Regions from separate parts of the Zea mays genome. Here region 1 is linked to region 2. A link is a contact called in public Hi-C data. All regions are on one chromosome and are shown on one strand. Each heading gives the region's core, a stretch centred on a gene start, on an enhancer-like site or on the middle of the called end of the contact. The rest is flanking DNA. Distances are from core to core; before and after follow the strand shown. Region 1 holds the start of LOC100273346. Region 2 holds the start of LOC100193141.

Evidence for each region. A called contact is a pair of places that touch in the nucleus more often than the background predicts.
Region 1: a Hi-C map of leaf shows a contact between it and region 2, with 6 times the contacts expected there. The contact joins the promoter of LOC100273346 here to the promoter of LOC100193141 in region 2. A contact is called at or near these places in 2 of 25 Hi-C or Micro-C datasets (leaf and tassel).

The regions. Positions count from the first base shown.
Region 1 is chr7:20,917,615-20,923,342 of Zm-B73-REFERENCE-NAM-5.0, forward strand. It overlaps LOC100273346, which reads left to right and starts at 3,525. Exons shown (of 5, transcript NM_001147787.1): 1 at 3,525-3,849; 2 at 4,484-4,677; 3 at 5,351-5,669. The coding sequence starts at 3,742.
Region 2 is chr7:20,411,151-20,417,145 of Zm-B73-REFERENCE-NAM-5.0, forward strand. LOC100193141 reads right to left here and starts at 3,937. Exons shown (of 7, transcript NM_001138299.1): 1 at 3,505-3,937; 2 at 2,616-2,843; 3 at 2,408-2,529; 4 at 1,722-1,941; 5 at 1,129-1,271; 6 at 1-127. The coding sequence starts at 3,867. It overlaps LOC100284118 (KHG/KDPG aldolase), which reads left to right and starts at 5,825. Exons shown (of 9, transcript NM_001157015.1): 1 at 5,825-5,995. The coding sequence starts at 5,881.

The DNA of each region.
Region 1 (5,728 bases), core at 2,275-4,774, 510 kb after region 2:
TTTTTTTACATCTCTCCTCTTTCTTGCAACCTCGATTGTACTGTCAGGTGTAGCTAGCCTCTCATACTCCTTAGGCTATCCCCATCGGTATAGGCATGCGGATGCAGATAATGCATCGTCCGCGGTAGCATGCGAGTGCACAAAAATTGAGAGAGAAATGTGTAGATATGCGTGATCAAGTGGCTAAGGGCTCATTTCGCGCGACCGAATCCATAATCTGTTGCAAACGTGAATACTCTCTCCGTTTTTTAGTTGTCGATGGATAGTTCAATTTTGCACTATCCAGCGACAACTAAAACGAAACGAAGTGAATAGTTGAATACCGTCACGCAAAATGCTCATCCGCGGTTGGATATGCGAGCTGCTAGGGTGGCATGGTGGCAAACAATGGACGCTGCATTTAGAGTCTGCTCCAGATTTACTTAAATTAGATTTAGTTTTATTTAGCTAAACATTTTTAGATCTAGCGCTACCAACTCTACTGTAGATCTACTTCATCAAAATAGTAGATCCATTTTAAATCCACCAAATTGATGTAGCAGCTCTCGAGGTATTCTATCAAATCTAAGCTTTGTGAAATTTAGAAGAAGAAAAAAACTAATATGCCACTCATTATACACATTTGCTCCAAATTGGTACATCCTTTCTTTAGTCGCTAATCCATGCTCTTCCCCACCATCGTCTCGTCTGTAGTGACTTTTGTAATACTGGCATCGACTACGACGGGCTTCGAAGAAATGGCATCGCCAAGAACGCAATTGACAAACTGGCATTATAATACTTACCTTCTTGAATGTTTGGCATCGATTGTGGTTGATCGTCATTTGTGAATTTTGCATTCCCTTCTTGCCCCTCCTGTCCCCCGTTGTCTTTACTCCCCACCGCCATACCTGTCAGCCAGTATCTGCAGGATCTCCGACTAGCCGAGGCCGTGGCTAGGTGAATAGCCTGAAGCTGATGCTCTTGAACGTCTTCACGATAGCTTCCAAGTCTGCACCAGACGCCAACAAGGTCTGGACGGCACAAGCGCTGTCGCAAAGGATGGCGTGGTGGAGGAGCGTCCAACCGAGGTGAGCGGCGGTCGACGTGAACCCACTATGGAGGAGCATGCACAAAATGGAGCCCGTGGACTTGTAGTACTCCACGGTGCACGCTGCTTCACAGATGTTGTGTATCTAAAGCAGATGGCGGATGAAAGCTCCCTTGTAGATTTTGGTGGTTTAGATAACGACATAATTAAAGGGTTGTCAGTTATATTAAGTGTTGAACAGGTGTTTAGTGTAAATCTCATAAAATTCAACATAGAAGATCAAGTGTGATGGTACAAAGACTGAAATGACTATGGATAATGGACATCACAAGTTAAGTTGAAGCATGAACATTGCTTATGTGGAACTTGGTGTGCATAACTTGGAGACAACTGGTCAAGCCAAGGATGGAGGTAAGAAGAACTTCAAACTTCGAGGTACCAAGTGTCCGGGAGAAGGTCAAGGAGACCGTGATACCTAAAGTCAGGGGTGAAGAAAAATAATTGCAAAGTCAAGGTTAATCGAGTTAAGAATAGTTGTGGTGCATCGAGGATCACAACTTAAGTACATGACTTACAACCAATGAGGTTATGTATATGGTTATGTGGTGTAAGTCATAAGGCTCAAGATCAAGCTCAAGCAGTAGGACAAGGTCACTAGAAAGAGAAGAAGTGTCAAAGATAGAACCTAGAAGCAAACCAAAAGAGCTAAGTTCACTTAGACGTTTAGTTCTGGTTATTCTTGCCTCCATCCAGGCAAGAAGCGACAAGAATGAAACCGACTAGCACCCCGTCGAGCAATTGAGCGAGCCAGGTAGGCCGGTCAGCTCCTGCCAAGCAACTGAGCGAGGCGGGCATGCCGACCATCTCCGCGCGAGCAACTCTGCGAGGCGGACGATCCAACCATCTCCCGCCGAGCAACTAAGCGTGGCTTAAACGTGAAGATCCACTTCGGGGCAGTACGTTTGTGGGCCCCAGCTCCACGACCCCCGTCACGCGTCTAACAGGCGCACGTTTGTACCCGATTAGCGTGAAAAACGAGGTAGACACTATTGACCCACACCAGCCACGATAAGATACGTTGCCCCCAAATACCACCCTGACTGACACCACGACACGCTAGGGGAGTTTCGGAGAGTCTCAACCAATGGTACGAGGTGTCATCATGTATGGCCGTTAACATTCCCCAACCCTGCAACATGGGACCAACCGAGTTCCACACAGAGAGCCTCAACAACAAAGTCTCTACGGTAGCCCACAAACGGGACGTGAAAGAGCAACCCGCCATATCGATCGTGCGCTTATGCACGTGTAAGAAGGCGACATCAGGGAAGCTACGTTAGAAGAACCCATATAGATAACAGGCTCCGCTTTACTTTAGACCACCCATCTCTTTGTAAGCCCTCTTGAACTATAAAAGGGCACGACTGTATGTTAACAAGGCAATAAAGAAGAGGTAGGAGCATTCTCTCTCATTCTCACACTTGCACCCTTTGTAACACGTTTTCAAGAGCATACAACTATCAACACTATACAAGACGTAGAGCGCGAGCCTGAATCAGTATAAAAACCTCTCGAGTCACTTGTTTTACCACTCGAAGTGAGTCTGCACTAGCCTCCCCCACCAAACACAAATTCTACTGTGTCCCCGGTTACCGAAACCACGACAACCCTATTTTACATTTTTGTCAAAAAATAGTGCACTCGATGAAGTGACTATTCTACACCCCACACTAGTGCCCTATCTTTATTTTCTACATCATTCTCAATATTTTCTTTACTAATAATATAATTCACTTCTAAAAATAAATGAATAAGGACTTAACTATTGGAGCGCAATTTGTTTTTAGTGCTCTAAACACTTTGAATGTTGTAGTATTTTAATTTTAGGGTACTATTTTGAGTCACTTTATTGGAGACGCTCTTAGGCTAGTTTGGAAACTCAATTTTCCTTCGAAATTAGAGGAGATTGAGGGTAAAATTAGTTCATTTCTCCTCAGTTTTCTCCAATATTGAAATAAGATTTGAGGTCCCAAACTAGCCCTTATACTCTGTTTGGATATCAATATTGAAGGGCATGGAATTGAACTGATCTCAATATCAATTCTGTCATGACATTAAAATGAGATGCAATTTTATTTCTATTGTTTGGATGTTATTTGATTGAAGTTTGGAATTGTACGGTATAATTCAACACAATACAGCGGGGTGATGCTATGTTCTAAGAGAGGAAGCTTTCAGTTATTGTTTGGTCCCCGATTCCAAATTTCAATCCCATATACAACCAAACAATATAATTTACTAGAAAATTTGTTTCCAATTCTCAATTGCGTGTTCCAAATTGGATATTAGAGAACTCACAAAAGTTTTGTGCCCGTGTAAATAAACATCTCAAATCAAATCAGGAAAAGAAACCAAAAAAAGGAAAAGGAAAATAACTTCCTCAACAAATCAGAGAAAAGCCCCGATTAGCGCCCACACATCACGCCCCTTTCACCGTTCACACTCAACTCCCTCGATTAGTAATAACAGGAAAACCATCCGCCGGAGGCCGGAGGGCAGATTCTCCACCACCGCCTCCACCCCGCCCTCACGACGCGAATCTGCGGCGAACCCCCCTCTCGTATTCCTTCTCGCCGCCCTGCCCCGAGCGCACCGTTTAGAGGCCGCCAGGCTCCGGCACCCCCGCCCGCCCGGGCTCGCCTGGGGTCGGGATGCCCTGCTGCCCGCCGTCGCTGCTCGGAGTCGGCCCACGGCTGCGCTCCTTCCTCCGCGACTACGACGCGCTCCAGTCCCTCGCCCTCGTACTCATCTACCTCCAGGTGCGCATTCCCCTGCCCTGTCGCCTCCGTTGGCCGGATCGGCCTGGCCCATTCCGCGGCTTACTTTTGCTCGTGTGCTCGCTGCCGCTCCTGCTATTAGCGCGTGTGATGTGAAACCTGGTCATGGTGTCAGGTTTGAGCGCGCTCTAGTGTTTCCTACCGCAGGGGGCGTTATTTTGGCTGCCCCAATTTTATCAGTAATTCTAATCGTTGAATGCGACGGGGAATTGTAGTTTGGTTGAATGCAGTCCAGAGAGGGCTCTTATTTTCTCTTTTAGGCGTGAGATCGCTTGATGCTTGGGTTTCGACCTAGTAGGCTTCTGGATGAAGCTTCAAGGTTCCCAGTTACGTTTAGAGATAACGCATAAGGTATCCCTTAGACATGATTATGTTGAATTAGCTATCAAGTTGGTGAAACAGTTAAGGGAAACCGGTCGGTTTACAATGTGATGATGCTTGGGTATGTTTAGCGTTTTACATAGTTAGCTCCGCTGAGTTCTTGTTTTTTGTTTGGTTGTCTTGATCATAATGTGACTTCAATTCTTATAATGTTGAAATGGACCTCATCCATTTGAATTTAACGAAGTTGTGGTATTCATACTCATAATTGCTTCATCATTTTTTTTTGTTTTAGATTGGTTGTGCACTGATCGGATCACTTGGGGCATTGTTCAATGGGGTTCTTGTGATCAACCTGGTGATTGGTCTATTTGCTGTTGTTGCAATTGAGAGCAGTAGCCAGAGACTTGGTCGGACATATGCTGTCCTTCTCTTCTTTGCTGTCGTCCTTGACGTTGCTTGGTTTATACTCTTCTCACATGCTATCTGGTATGTCTTCGGCAGCCACCATCTTTCAGCTTATTTACCCCAGTTTTTTTTTTCATTTGGTACATTGTGAATCTGGCACCTAGAAATGGATGTGATAATCTCTATACTTGTATGGTTATAATTGACTGATTTTTTGAGTGGGTTTATTTATTCATCTTTCACCATAGCATAATTATTTTTTTTCAAGACTATAATAATTGATCTGCCAATGACTTATCATGCAACGGCTACCTATTTGGGTCTCGACTTCTATTATCTCACTAGAGTCATTACTATGATTATTTGAAACTTAGAACTTTGGAGCACGAGTTCTTTGGTACTCCATCAAGTGAAGTTTTAGTATGTGCGTGATCATATATTCTAACCATTGCTTTCATATAGTTAGGAACAGATTTAGTTTATACTTACAAAATATTATGTATAGATTTATCTCACTAATTGTGCAAAGTTTAATAATGTTGCTACAGTATCGATTAATGGCTAGCTATGAGTTTGGCATCATGTATCAACATCAAAAGCATTACTTATTGTGACTGCCTGACTGGGAAGTGCATATGTGTTCTATTGGACAAGTGTAGAGAAATTTGCTTGTACAATTCTTTTTAGGCATGCCAAGTTGCCAACATTCTTCTAGTGTCAGTCTGTTTTCTAACTTTGTCTTCTAATTATACAGGACTATTAATCCTGATGATAAGTATGGTCAACTGTTTGTTTTCTCACTCAGACTTGCATTGTGGATGCAAATCATTGGGTTTTCAGTCAGGTTTTTGTCTTCGTTCTTATGGATTCAGATGTATAGATTAGGGCCTTCTTTCACCACGCCAACATATTTTGAAACCAACCATGAAGCAAGAACTAGTTTCTTGAGCCCTAGATCTGATTCAGTTAGACGGAATTCCATGGCAGATGATATATTAGGGGGTTCAATCTATGATCCTTCTTACTACTCGTCACTGTTCGAGGATGTTCGAAACAATGCATGCAATCATCAGGTATTACCTTCTAGTTTCTGGCACACTGTTCTTTTCATTCAAATTCAATGTTTAACATA
Region 2 (5,995 bases), core at 2,687-5,186:
ATTGGTTGTCATGATAAGAGTTCCTGACACTGAATCGATCCTTGCATCCAGTTTTGAGCTCCTAACCAAGTTCATTATCCACAACTCGGCCTCATCGTAGCTCATGTTCAGCCTCTGAGCAAGCATGCTGTACATTGCAGTAACATCAGAGCATCAAATAGATCAGTTCCCAGCCAAGTTGCTGTACGGTCCATAAAATACTGGGTGCAAACCAATACGTGCTAATTGCTATTGAAATAGAAATATTAGTGGGCTTGAACCCTGAGAATGCTATGATTGATCAAATTTAACAGATTTAGGCCTTATTCGGTTATTCCCGTCACACATGGATTGGATGAGATTGGAAAAAATAAAGAAGTTTGCCTTGCTTGGGATTTAAACCCACCCAATCCCACTCAATCCATATGGATTGAAAGCAAACCGAACAAGCCCTTAGTAAAAATGAATGCTGGCTCCCAAATTGTGCAGCCAAAACACAATGTGAATTACTTATAACACATAGGACATTACATATTTACATTATTGTGGTCAACAGACCTGAATCATCTACCTATATGATACAGAAAGTAGGAACAGAATAGGTAAAATTGACAAACAGTTTAGAACTGGAAAGCAAATTACTCCCTCTAGGTCCAAATTATAGATAGTTCTGGACAAGGTTTGAGTCAAACTTATAAAACTTTAGCTACAAATAACCGTTTTGTTATTTAATTTTGAAACCTAATAGTCATATGCACCGATTTGTCTTAAAAATACTTTTACAAAAGTATAAATATATTAAGAGTTCATTTGTATTTTAACAAAAAAAATGGAACAATTGGATCTATACCATTAAAAGATCCAAACTTTAGATATATACCATGGACCCCACATGTCATTGACTCATGTGGACCCACATGTAAGTGAGATAGTAATGGTATGGATCCAAAGTGGTGATCTTTTAATGGTATGGATCCAAATTTCCCAAAAAAAATGGTCAAAGTTATATTTTGAAGACCATCTCTTGTCCTAAAAGACTTATAACTTGGACCTGGAGGGAGTAGTGACAAAAAACATGTCATCCACTAAATTGTTGCAGAAAGAGAAAAATTTCCACCCATTGCAGTGCGTAGAGTCATAAACACCCACCTGATATCAATGCACCGATGGATACGGCAGTATGTCTCGAAAATAAACAGTCGGGCATTTTCAAGGAACTCAGCTCTCAAAGGAACAGTGACAAAATTTCCCTCTTCAACGCGCTTGCCCAGGAAAGGATCATTCAGTATAACCTAGAAAAGTAGACATTAGAACATGATAATGTACATTAACAACTTTATAGCATATAACAATTATTATTGCTGATTTTTGGGAGGAATGGAGGATAATGCTATTGTCACAGCAAAGTCCAATGCGGAATTAGATTCAAGCATGTTGTGAGACCTAAAACCCTTAGCTCATTTAAGCTTCCCTATAAATAGGCTATTATTATACAGATTCCGCAGGATGACATCCCTGATGCATATGACACATCCAAAAAATAGGTAAACTTTGGATCATCAAGAATAAACCATTTTACTGGGCAACATTTAAACAATTGATGGTTAAGGATCATTTTACATAAGGTACATTTTGAAAAAAAACTTCGCCGTTCAAGGTTTTCCATATTTCAAGAAGCACACACGTGGGAAGTTTAACAAATTTCAGGCCTTGAAGATTGCAGAAAGCAGCCTCGAAGTTACCTGCTCACACTCCACGAGTTTCTGTTGAGCACCATCAAAATCATAGTTGACATATAAGCATTGCAGAAACTCAGTTATGGGATCCTTGTAGCTATGCTGCTCCTGCTGAATGACCTTAATCAACTCTTTAAGCATATTCCTTCTCCTTTTGTTAACAACAACTGCAGTAGCTAGGTATCTCAGAAGATGGTGAGCATTTGTCTGTATAGCATTCAAGTACCTGCAAGGGAAACAAATGAGTATGCAAATTTACTGGTATATTCTGAACATTTATAACATTAAACATCAATTCAAAGACAAAAAATAGTAGTGACATCATACTGGATTACAGTTATAAAAAAATTGAATCTGAATCAAACTCAGTTTTTTTTTTCTGGAGAAAGAAACGATTATAAAAACCTACTAGTGGAAAACAGTGTAGTTTTAGACTTCCATGTATACCACCTAATACATTTATGAGGAAGAACTCCAACTGAAATAAAGCATTCACTATTCACTAATTATTGAATCGAAATATCAATGTGCATCTAAACAAAAATAAGGAAATGTGGAAGTATATTTTAATATCTTGAGAACTGTTGATAATAAGTTGTTGCTTCCTAAACTACTATTGCCAGAATGCTACAAATCACAAATCATAATTTTATGTCAGCATACGACGAGTCTTGAGATTTTAACAGACAAACCTGTCCTGGAAGAACAGATCAATGATCCCATTTCTACCATTTTCATGGTTAAAGAAGATGAACAGAGCCCAATGCATCAGCCATATCCTGTTCTGGAGCTGATTCAGAGGTGATGAGAAGTTCTGCCAAAAGATAAGGAAGGAACAAGGTTACTAATATAACATATACAAAGAGCAAAGAACACACTACGAAACATTGATGGTAGAACCTTTGAATCAATTATTTCCTTCAAGCGGTTGAATTCCTCCAAAGCCACATCCCAGTTCTGCATTAGGATTTCTGCTGCTAGCTTTCCCCAGAGGGCACTCACACTTCGCTCAGTATCTGTGCACAAAGCACGATACTGGTACAGGTACTCAGCAGCCCAGGAGTAGTTACCACACTCAAACTGAAATTTGGCATACTGATACAGAGCTTCAATCTGGTCAGGACCAATCTGCATTGTTAAACAAGGATTTAGTTCGTTAGCATTTAGCACAGAAGAGGCTATAACAATAAAAGTGCACAGCTTCAACATTCCATCTGAATTTTGATCTTAGTTAATGTGCACTGTGCTTTCTCGACAGTGCTCCAGCGGCAAAAACTCTGACTCTGAATTGTCCCTTACTGCAGAGTTGAAAGAACATAGACTTCAACTAGGCTCAATTTGAAAGCACTTTTTGGACTATACGATACAAGGAAATCAACTACGATCCTAGGAAGAATTACATGTCTAGATTTTAGGACACCTGCTAGAATACATATAACATACTGAATTATGCATAGTACCAAATAAAGCATATCTCACAATGTACTTATGTGATCCTTAATGTGGGAGCTAAAGTCAGCAGTCAGCCAATTCAAGATTCCTCACAACATGACAACATACTGCAGAACTAGGACCAAATCACTTGTATGATAATGATATATGTAACCACATTTAGCAACGGTAAGATCGATTCACTATATGAGCAAATCCGTTTCAGGATTTTTAGTGACACACAAATCCATAGCTTCGTAACAACGTCTGAAAACGCTCCAAAACACGGAATTCCACCAACCTAACTAAATAAAGCACGCATATATATATCTTTAACAAAAACAAGGCAGAAGCAGACCTGGTATCTCTCCTGGAGCATGTGGATGTTGTACTGTTTGTCGGGCCTGAGCTCCTGCACGAGCTGCGGGTTCTGGAGGAAGGCGACGAGCGGGGCTGCGGCCTCGTCGAGCGACCTGAGCCTGGAGACGACCTCGGAGCGGCGCTTGACCATGTCCTCGGGAACGTCATCGGTGCCGTGGAGGGACTTGTGGATGTCCATGGCGTAGTCGACCATGTTGGTGCCGCTGAGGAGGCGGATCTTGGCCTCCAGGATCTCCGGCCTCGAGTAGAGCTGCCGCTCCTGGAGGAACTCCAGCAGCGGGAAGACCAGGTGCCGGTCCAGCTGCGCCGCCATCAGCGCCGTGAGGTCGTGGTCCGCCATGGCTGGTGCTTCAAGCTCTCTTAGCTGCCTCCCGCGTGCGGCTAGGATTAGGGTTCCTTTCGGGTTTGAGGGGGTGGGGAGCGGGGAGGAAGAAAGAGAGGAGGGCAAGGGAGTTATTTGTAGACATAGCCAAACGGGCCGCCCGGCCAGGCCCGGTCCAGGCCCGGGCCCGATGAAGCCAGGCTCGCTAGACACGGTTGGGAAAATGGGCCAGACCGTCTAAGTCCGCGAGCTCGATTTCTTGTCCGAGTCCGGCCCACAGCGGGTCTAAACGGGTCGAGCACGAAAAAACGGGGCGAAAGCGGGCCGATAAGTACGTTTTAGTGCAAAAAAGCGGGCTTAGAGGTAAACAGGTCATGCCGGACTAGCCTACCGTATCTAGTTTCCTGTCCGAGCCTGGTCCGCTTATTCGTGCCGGGCCAGCCCAGACCCTATATAACTGAGCCGTGTCGGGCTCAAATCGGGCCCAAATAGCGGACTTCGTGTCGGGCTCGCATACCTCGTGCTTATTGACCATCTATAGTTATTTGCCCATTCGCCATTATCAAATACGGGCTTCGCCCAAATGCCATCATAAAATTAGGTTTCGCCACTATGCCATTTTTAACCATCGTTCCACAAACAAAATTTAGAATTATACCAATCCAGTTCAGTGCCATTATCAAACTCGGTCTAAACGCTAAAATGCATTTTGTTGTTTAGGTTCTGTTTGGGAGAGCTTCACTTCAAGAATTTCAATTTTGTTCGAACTTCTTCAACCCAAACAGGTCCAGCTCCACGAGCTTTAGTTTTAAAAAAAATCGAAACTAGAGGCCCGTTTCATGAAATTCATGAAGCTCCATAGAGGGTGCTTCAAAAACACTGTTTTTATATCTCCTCATGAAGCTGTACGAAAATTACCCACCATGCCACTGGTTACGCAACATACAATTTCCGTTTTATCTGGCGACAACCCACTAATCATCAAGAGTAATCAAGGAAACCCACACAAATCAATTGTACTATAGAAGTTGGAGTCCATATACAAACCAAACGCTCCTGGAACTCACCTTAACAATTTGCTGGAGCTGTTTTATAGTAAAACTGGAAACCAAAGCTGAAGTTTTTGAAGTGAAGCTCTCCTAAATAGGGCCTTAATAAGATGAAAAATGATCAATTTCCCTAACTGTTGCCTCATGCCGTATAATAAACTTGCTCTCCTCTCTCCTCGCGCCATGGATCGCTCCGCCGCCGGCGTCTGCCATGGAGGACTTCGCACGCGCGGTGGAGGGCGGGGCTCAAGCTGTCGTAGCTCGTGCTCCCGGGAGGGGTGCCACTGCCGCGCCCGCCGACGGGGATGGAGCGCACTGCAGCCGCTGTGCTCCGCCGCCTGCGGCCCCGCTCGATGCGGCCATCGTGCCTGTGCTTCTCCTCCGCGGCGGCGACGACCACCACCTCGTCCTCCTCGCGGCGTACTCGCACTCTCGTAGAGGTGGCCACGGCTGGAGAAGACGACGAACGCAACCTTGGCACGGGAGCTGGGCTACGGCACGTGTCGTTCGCGAGGACGATGGCGGCCAACTCGGTCAGCACCGCGACGGCGAGGTAGACTGCGTTTGGTTGTAGAATGGAACGATACCTTGTTTGGTCAGAGTTAAAGATTAGCACAGCCTTAAAATTGAAACGCTGTTGTCCTGAAACCGAACGCATCTTTGCGCGACAGCAGGATGTCCTGACGTTCTTTATCGTCCCTCCAATTTTTAAGAGATAACTGAAACAACATTTTAATAATTCTGTCCCAACCTTTTAATCAAACAAATTTATTTGAAGAATCGTCTCATCTTTGTCTTATCCTATTATTGCAATCAAACATATGACTTGACGTTTTAAGGCCCCAGGCCCAAGCACAACGCAGCTCACGTTTTGAGCTCGTGTGTTTAACTGTTTACGCCGCGCAAAATTCTCGCAAAAGAAAGCAGCGGTGTGTCAGTGTCTGCAGTGGTTCTTATCTGCAGCTCTTTTTGCCGCCCGATAATGCGCGTTGCCGCCTCCCAGCTTCCCCTCCCCACCACCACCCCAGCCCGCCGGCGACGGCGAGCCTCGGCGCCGCCCACCGCCGCGCCGCGGCCACCCCCGAGAGCGCTCGCCG